Linked DNA regions of Triticum aestivum: regions 1 and 2 are each linked to region 3. A link is a contact called in public Hi-C data. All regions are on one chromosome and are shown on one strand. Each heading gives the region's core, a stretch centred on a gene start, on an enhancer-like site or on the middle of the called end of the contact. The rest is flanking DNA. Distances are from core to core; before and after follow the strand shown.

Region 1 (2,720 bases), core at 43-2,542, 130 kb before region 3:
CCGTGGGGAACCACACCGTTTTTCCCCTTCCTTCTTATCTCTTCTCCCCCCCAACCGAGCATGGCTCTCACCGACGTGAAGCTTCCCCTCCCCTCCAGCTATCCCTCTCCTATCCTAGCACACCCTTTGCAGCAAGCCTTCGTCATTCACCACCTCGGTCTTGTAGCGTCGACCGCCATGAACTGTTTGCAGGTGTCTTCCCTGATCAGCTGATCTCTCCTCCTCTGATCCAGATTGGGGACAGGGCACAAGAGTTGGTCTTCGCTACCCCTAAATATACCTTGAGCTGTACAACTTGTCCATCTCTCCCCTCCCCCCTCCTCCTCCTCCTCCTGTTGATGCCGACGCCCTTCATTGATGCCGCGAGCTCCCCACCCACTGTCAATGTTGCGAGCTCCGCAACCTCTTCAATGCTTTTTGCAACAAGGATCCTGCCGCGATGGCAACGGGCATGGCCACGAGGCGGAGATGCTTTTGCAACAAACGTCCTGTCTTACAATTAGGGTGTACAACGGGGGCTGTGTGTTATTTATAACCTGAGCTACTATCAAGTGGCCAAGTGCCCTGACTAATTATTTAGGCGAAAGCGCTTCAAATCACCTGACTAAAAACAAAACTGCGTCCATCTCCTTTGGGCGTCACGTGCCCCCGTGGGGAACCACACCGCTTTTCCCCTTCCTTCTTATCTCTCTCCCCCCAATCGAGCATTGATCTCACCGGCGTGAAGCTTTCCCTCCCCTCTCCCGGCACACCCTTTGCAGCAGACCTTGATCATTCACCACCCCGGTCTTGTAGCGTCGACCGCCATGAACTGTTGTTGGTGTCTTCCCTAATCTCTCCTCCTCTAATCCAGACCGAGACAGGGCACAAGAGTTGGTCTTCGCTACCCCCAAATACACCCGGAGCTCTTCAAGCTTGTCTCCCTCTCCCCTCCTCCTCCTCCTCCTCCTCCTCCTCCCCCTCCCCCCCTGCTCCTCCTGACGCCATTAATTTATGTCGCAAGCTTCCCACCCACCATCAATGTTGCGAGCTCCGCAAATCTCTTCAATGCATTTTGCAACAAGGATCCTGTTGCAACGGCAACGGCCATGGCCGAGATGCTTTTGCAACAAGGTTCATGTTACAATTAGGGTCTACAGCGGGGGCTATGTGTTATTTATAACCTGAGCTACTATCAAGTGGCCAAGTTCTGCAAGTTGATTTTCTTCTTTGGGAAAAAAGAAACTGCATTATTACATCAAGATGCGTGCAGCATGGGTTGGTTGGTTGGATGGATGGATGGATGGAACGGGACGCCGTCCCACGTGTCCTTGCCTCTCCCCTCTCATCCATGCCTCGCACACCACAGCGGAGTGGTGGAGTGTACCATCTGGGCTGGGGAGGGGAAGGAGCAGAGGGGATGAGCGGCGGCGGCGGCGGCGGCGGCGGAGTGCTGGGCGCCGGCTCGTCGTACCAGAGCTTCGTCCGCACCGCGCTGGAACAGACCCGCCTCCGCACCGCCCTCACGCCCCACCCCTCGCAGGTAGGTTCCTGCTGCTACTGCCTCCCTTGCTCGCCTTGCTGAGCTCCATGTTCCTCTTTCCTTACAACCTTGCAGAGTCCTACTAGTTCGGTACACGCTGCGCCGGCGAGCATGCTCTGTCTGCTCGAGGTGGCTAGCAAAGCTGTAACTGCATACTGGCGTCCATGCTAGGCCAGCCCGTTAGGCAGGTGTCCACGAATGCAGATGCGCCTGCTAATTGTAAATTCAGTCCAAAACAGAGAAGCAAAACCACTGCTGTTGTGATGTCGCGCTAGTGCCGGCTGAATTTCGGTGCCTGGTCTTTGTCTGACGCACTAGGGTGGAGTCTGAACGGATCTCCTGTAAACAATGACCCCAAGCACGAGCCTTATTTCTTCAGACATACTATAATTGTTGACTAGTTAAGGCCTTGACGGTCAGTCTAGAGTCTGGTATAGGCAAATGTCCATCTAGAACATCTTAAAGTGTAGGTCTCCTGTGATATCAGCTGACGCCAGCCATATTTTTCATTACAGAAGATGATTTTGTAATGTGTCATGCTTCCAGGAAAAGTTCAGGCTCATACGAGCCAACGACGATGCTGCTGTTTTGGACGCTCTCTCATTCAGCGCCCCCAAGATCAGACTGCTTCGCAGCTTGACGGTTGAGAAGAAAAACTCGGTTCAGGTACTTCACCTCCAAGCCCAAAGTTTCCTTGACCAAAACCCTCCAACAACTATCCCAAAAGGCTATGAATTGAAAGATGGGTTTACATCTGAAGTTGATTATATCTGAAGTTCCATAATATTACAGGTTTGATTTGTTCTATGAATATCTTACAGTCGAATCAGTGCTGATATTTTTCTTTTGAGATCTCTTATCTCTGTCTAAAACATCACTCAGTTTATGACTCAAGGGACAAGGGAGTGTCATTGAGGATTTCATTTATCGAGGCATATGATCCACAAAGCTATACTTATAATGTTACCCCGCAAAAAAGAAGAAGAAGATATACTTACAATGCATATATGCCCGTGCAGGTTCTTGACTTTGCTGCTTTCTCTGAACCTGAATATGATCTTCCTATATTTTGCGCCAACGCTTTTACGACTCCTGCACAGAGTATCGTTGTCTTGTAAGTGTGATGATATGTAATGCCATTCAAGACTCAGCTACTGCGCTTAAACTAGAATATGAATAATTGCCTGAAAGAACTATT
Region 2 (2,727 bases), core at 164-2,663, 180 kb before region 3:
TGCAAATGAAGGCTTCCCAAAAATGCTTGGTAGCATAAATTGTATTCACTAAAAGTGGAAGGATTGTCCATCTGCTCGGCAGGAGCAATATACATGTTAAAGGTTGCACTGTCATACTTGACGTTGTGGCTTCACAAGATCTATGAATTTGGCACCTTTGTTGGGCATGGCTTGTTCTCATAATGACATCAACGTGCTTCAGTTCTCTCTAGTGTTCGGAAGACTTGCAGAATGCCATTGACCAGAGGTTAAGTTTGAGCCAATGGCCACCACTACAAAAAGGGATACTACGTAGCTGATGGTATCTATCATCAGTGGTCAACTCTTGTGAAGATAATATCCAATCCGATGGAAGAGACGAGGGCTAGGTTTGCTCACGCATAAGAGTATGTTACGAAGGATGTGGAGCATGCTTTCGGTGTGCTTCAATCTTGATGGCCATTGTTCGGTACCCATCGTTTGATGAACATGGAGCACCAAGAAGATGTGGGAGGTATTGACTGCTTGTATGATCATGCACAACACGGTCGTATAGAATGAGCATGAGGACCAAATTTTCGACCAAGAGGGTGAAAATGTTGTGCCTGAGCATGAATCTGCAATGTTTGCATAGTTCACCTAATTTCTTCATGAAATGCGTAATTGGGCAACTCATATTCACTACAAAATGTTTTGGTTGAGTATATGCGGACTCACCTTAGCAACCAATAGATGTACATGTCTTTTTTTCTTTCAGTGTATCTATGACAATTCAAATTTCAATTGGTTTGTAAACTATGAGATTTTTTTGGTTGTATACTATTTATTATTGTGATGTAAAAACTATGTGATTTAACTTTGGCCGTTGAGATTTGCATGCAAAAACTGTGTAAAAATAAAGCAGCGTACCAACCTACGAACGAGATTCTTCGGTGGCCACCATGAAAACACAGAGGGGCCCGACGTGGCCCCTACGGCCAACCCAATCGGACAAAATCTGCGTCAGTTGGCGTCTGGCCGATTGGAGTTGTCCTAAAATCATCTACAATCAAACACCGTGTTCACAACAAGCCCTTGAAAGGGGCCGATTGCTCTGCCCTTGCAGTTGGCGTCTGGCCGATTGGCGTCAAGGGGCCGATTGCTCTGCCCTTGAAAGGCGCTGCTGCTAGCAAGAAAGGGACCGGGCAGTGCGCGCGCGAAGAGACCGGCCGGGACAGACAGCAAGTTCTCACTCGCTCTCTCGCTACCCTGCCAACACAACAAGCAGCATGGTTAACGACGCCATGTGTAATGTAGTAACTGCTCCCTGCACTGATGCTGACATCCATCCCGTGCGCCGGCCCCTTGGATACGGCAGTGCTTCACCGCAGCCAACCACACAGATCCTCCGTGGCCTACGACGCACCGCACTCCGAACAGACACAGCATGCAGCGGCCTGTGCCGCTGGCTCACTGTGTGGCGCGCCTTGCACGGGGGGCCACCCGCGGCCTCGACGTGGAGCGAAGCGACAGCGACGGACCGGGAGGGCCGGAGGAGAGCCACACGGACACACGAAAGTGAAGTGAATCGCGGGCGGGCCCCGCGACACCGAAGATGACAACGCAAGCAGTACGCGCCTTTCCACCGCGCGGTTTCCTCCTCCTTTCCTCCAACGGCCCCTGCTCCTGCTTTGATTGGATTGATGTGTTGCATGTGAGAGAGGGTTACGATGGAGGTTGAGATTATCCAAATCGAGACTAAGATGGATGATGTAATGAGCCTCAAACTACCCCTGGCCTCGCCTTATAAAGGGCGGTGAGGCCTAGAGTTACATGTGTTGATGTCTACCTAGAGCCACAATGGGCCTAGGAGTCCTCAACTTGCTCGTCAAAATGATGATCTAATGAGCTTAATTATAACACTGAATATGCCAACGCAAGGAATTGTTACACACCCGATGCTTCCTAATTCTAATATATATATTTTTTTGAAAAGGAGGAATACCCCCGGCCTCTGCATCTGTATGATGCATACGGCCAATTTATTAATTATTAACACAAGACCTTACAAAGTCGTACAACAGTAAGACCCTAATTCTAATATGCACTAGCCATATGCATGCACTCTCACACAGACTAGGATTGCCACCCAAAATCACAAGACAAGTTGTGGAAACCATGTGGAAGCTTGTGTGTTGCTTGCGAGTTGCGAGGAGTGCATTCGTGAGTTCTCTGATTTATACTCCAAGTTCTGTCCTAAGCTAGGTGATAAATTCTGGTAGGTAGTCATCAATGATTGTATTCACCTTTTCCATTACTGTCTCAAGAGTCCACAAGGGTCTGGAAGATTAGGTTGAGTTTTCTAATTATTATTGTTTTAGTGTAGATTGTTTTGACCAGAAAGAATTTGAATCCCTACAGCCATTTCAACGGAGAAGTGCTAGGATGGCGAAAGTGTAAGACTCAGTGGCCCATCTGGTTATGTTTCCCTTAGATTACATATCAAATTCAAACTAACTTCAAATTATAACTGAAATTTGTAAAGAAGAAGAAGAAGAATTTTTTGTATCTTAGCCATTCAGACTGAACATGAGTCTTTCCACAATTGAAATTTAAAACTCTGGTACTGATCATGTACTACTTAAAAAAAATCATGCAACATCACACAAACCATTAGCTTAGATTATTTCTTGCCTAGCCGGGCAGCATTGTCATTGCCGAGGAGATGAGATGGTGTCTGTTCGGCAAGCACTCCTTGACAGCTTCATC
Region 3 (2,700 bases), core at 199-2,698:
ATGCGAGTAACCAAACACATTCAAAATGAACCATGATCACTACAGTTGGGAAAGCTTGGCCCACCTACCCAAAGTGCAATTTTTTGGCTTGGCTGATTATTCGGAATAGGGTGTGGACTGCCGATAGATTGCAGCGTCGGGGATGGCCGAACCGCAACCTTTTGCCCTCTTTGCAAGCAGGTTCAAGAGATGGCGGCTCACCTCTTCTTTAGTGTGGGTTCGCAGTGAGAGTGTGGACGGAGATCAAGACTTGGCTTGGCCTCGACCACATCGATCTGTCGGATTGGAGACTTGTGCCCTCGGCAAAAGTTTGGTGGGACAAGGTTGCTCACAAAAGGGGCCACTCACGCAAGGTCCGTAGCGCTTTGATGATGCTAGTTGTGTGGGAAATTTAGAACGAACGCAACGTGAGGGTCTTCCGCAACACCTGCCACACCTATTACCGTTGTCATTGCCAAGATTAAAGATGAGACCTCTATTTGGGCTTGTGCGGGCGCGAAGTATTTGTGTAATGTTATGCCGCGAGAGTGATCTGTGTTCTCTCGCTTGGCGGAACTATGTCTAATCTTCTTCTTAACTAATGAAAATGGCAACTCTTTTGCCTTGTTTCAAAAAAAAAAACCTTATTGAGATGTCTTGCATTTCAAGCAGGATTGGCAAAACAATTGACCTGCGAATCAACCTGTGGTTGAGATGGTTAGGTGGACAGTGGTATCCCCAACCCACCAGGCTTCAAATCCTGGTGCTCGCATTATTCCTGAATTTATTTTAGGATTTCCGGCGATGCACTTTCAGTGGGAGGAGACGTGCCCGTCGACGACGAGGCGCCTACGGTGACTTCGTAAATCTCAAGATGATATGCCGGCTCAGTCTCTCGGAGGTGCTCATAAGGGTAGGGTGTGCGTATATGCGTTCATAGAGGTGAGTGTATGCGCGTGTATATGAGCGCTTGTGTCTGTACTGATGCTAAAAAAACAATTGACCTGTTTTCTCCATGGCTCAACCAAGGCCTGGGAATCAATGTCGGCGCGACACATGGCACACAACGGCCCCACCTCCACAGGCCAGCCACCAAGCAAGAGATCTGTCGTTTGTAATAAAAAAATAAAAATAAGCAAAAGATCTGCCACGTATCACGTATATACTACTCCACTTGGCTCCACGAGCACATCAAATTAATTATACGGCACGGCACGCCTCCCTTTTCCGTCCATGGGGATGTTGCTGTACGCTCACGCCAAACTCCTGTGCGCCCTAAAGCATCCACGTCACCCCCACCCCACCTGGCCGCTGTCATGGTCCCCCGTGGTACAGCTGATAACCTCCGCATATGCCTGTAGTACATTACATCCACTCCGGACGGCGATCGGACGGCCCAGGAGCACCGGCGCGACGTGGCCGAGCCGCGCTCACAGTCTCGTCTCCGTCTCCGTCTTCGTCTTTAAAGAAGCGGGCACACACGCAAAGATGCTGTTTTTCCCTCCGGACGACAGCGGCGGCGGCGGCGGCGGTGGCCACAGATCCACCCATCCTTAAAAAACAATCGGCACCCCGGTCAGTCCACTCCCCCGCGCCGAGCGAGCGAGATCGAGAGGAGGCGCCATGGCGAAGCAGAAGCAGCAGCAGCCCAAGCCCGGCCCTGCCGCGGCCGACGCCGCGCCGCCGCCCCGGGAGTTCAAGACGGCGCACTCGCCGTGGTTCACCTACGCCTCCATGGCCACGCTCTTCTCCCTCTGCCCGCCATTCGTCATCCTCCTGTGAGTCCCCCTCCCCCCCTCGCCTCGCAGATCCGGCGCGCGCTCACCGCCTCCGCCCGAATCTAACTCTCTCTCGCTCTGGGGCTCTTGCCCGCAGGTGGTACACGGTGGCGCACGCGGACGGATCGGTGGCGCGCACCTACGAGCACCTCCGCGACCGCGGGATCCTGGAGGGGCTCAAGGCCGTCTGGCCCATGCCCACCCTCGTCGCCGGGAAGATCATCCTCGGCTTCGCTCTCTTCGAGGCCGCCCTCCAGCTGCTCCTTCCCGGGAAGCGCTTCGAGGGGCCCATCTCGCCCGCCGGGAATGTGCCCGTCTACAAGGTCCGACCCTCTCTTTCAGTGGACATTGCGATTCCTACTCTTGCTCTGTAGCTAAATACAGTACTTACTAAACAGAAGCCTGCAGCTTCAGTACCGCTGACCCTTTCTTCTTCTTTTTTCAGGCAAATGGTTTACTAGCATATGCAGTGACTTTGGTCACCTACCTAAGCCTGTGGTGGTAAGAAGTCCACCTTATTTTCTTCTCTTGTGTTGACTCACCTACTGATTACCTTCATATTACATCACTCATCATTTCCGCGGTTTCATCCATGAACAATAGAACAAATCGTCTACTTGTGCCTACTTGCATTGATCATTTGACGGTTCTGGCAGTAAACCAGCTAAGGAAAAACAATTATGGTAGCTACTGGTTTTAGACATAGGCATATAACTGATCCCTACTCTTTTTTTAATTTGTTGCTTTTATTGTGTTGCTTTCTCTGAAGTAAGAGTGATTTCTTAGTAAGAGAAATATGGAACTTAGTCATAATGCAATAGGGCCTGAACGGCACGAAAATTTCAAGGAATTCATCCTCACTTTTCCCAAAATGGTTAACCAAAAATTGTTAGACGATTCCATGTGGCTTACATGCTGTTCATATGCGTTAAATGTACTAAAA

What was found. Hi-C and Micro-C count contacts between places; a contact is called where the count stands out from the background.
Region 1: a contact with region 3 is called in a Hi-C map of leaf, with 5 times the contacts expected there. The contact joins the promoter of LOC123066605 here to the promoter of LOC123072467 in region 3. A contact is called at or near these places in 2 of 5 Hi-C or Micro-C datasets (both in leaf) and 1 of 1 datasets of contacts at active chromatin or transcription factors (leaf).
Region 2: a Hi-C map of leaf shows a contact between it and region 3, with 2.5 times the contacts expected there. The contact joins the enhancer-like site here to the promoter of LOC123072467 in region 3. A contact is called at or near these places in 2 of 5 Hi-C or Micro-C datasets (both in leaf).

Annotation. Positions count from the first base shown.
Region 1 is chr3B:791,853,823-791,856,542 of IWGSC CS RefSeq v2.1, forward strand. It overlaps LOC123066605 (phytochromobilin:ferredoxin oxidoreductase, chloroplastic), which reads left to right and starts at 1,293. Exons shown (of 8, transcript XM_044489658.1): 1 at 1,293-1,522; 2 at 2,069-2,188; 3 at 2,542-2,636. The coding sequence starts at 1,331.
Region 2 is chr3B:791,807,113-791,809,839 of IWGSC CS RefSeq v2.1, forward strand. No RefSeq gene overlaps it. Among protein-coding and RNA genes, the nearest start is that of LOC123072465, 17 kb to the right of the region's middle. Within about 2 kb of position 1,414, at least 7 of the 8 cell types and tissues checked have an H3K27ac peak or open chromatin away from gene starts, as enhancers often do. A contact at or near this core is called in leaf, where this site is marked.
Region 3 is chr3B:791,984,190-791,986,889 of IWGSC CS RefSeq v2.1, forward strand. It overlaps LOC123072467 (7-dehydrocholesterol reductase), which reads left to right and starts at 1,449. Exons shown (of 13, transcript XM_044496017.1): 1 at 1,449-1,757; 2 at 1,855-2,080; 3 at 2,203-2,258. The coding sequence starts at 1,603.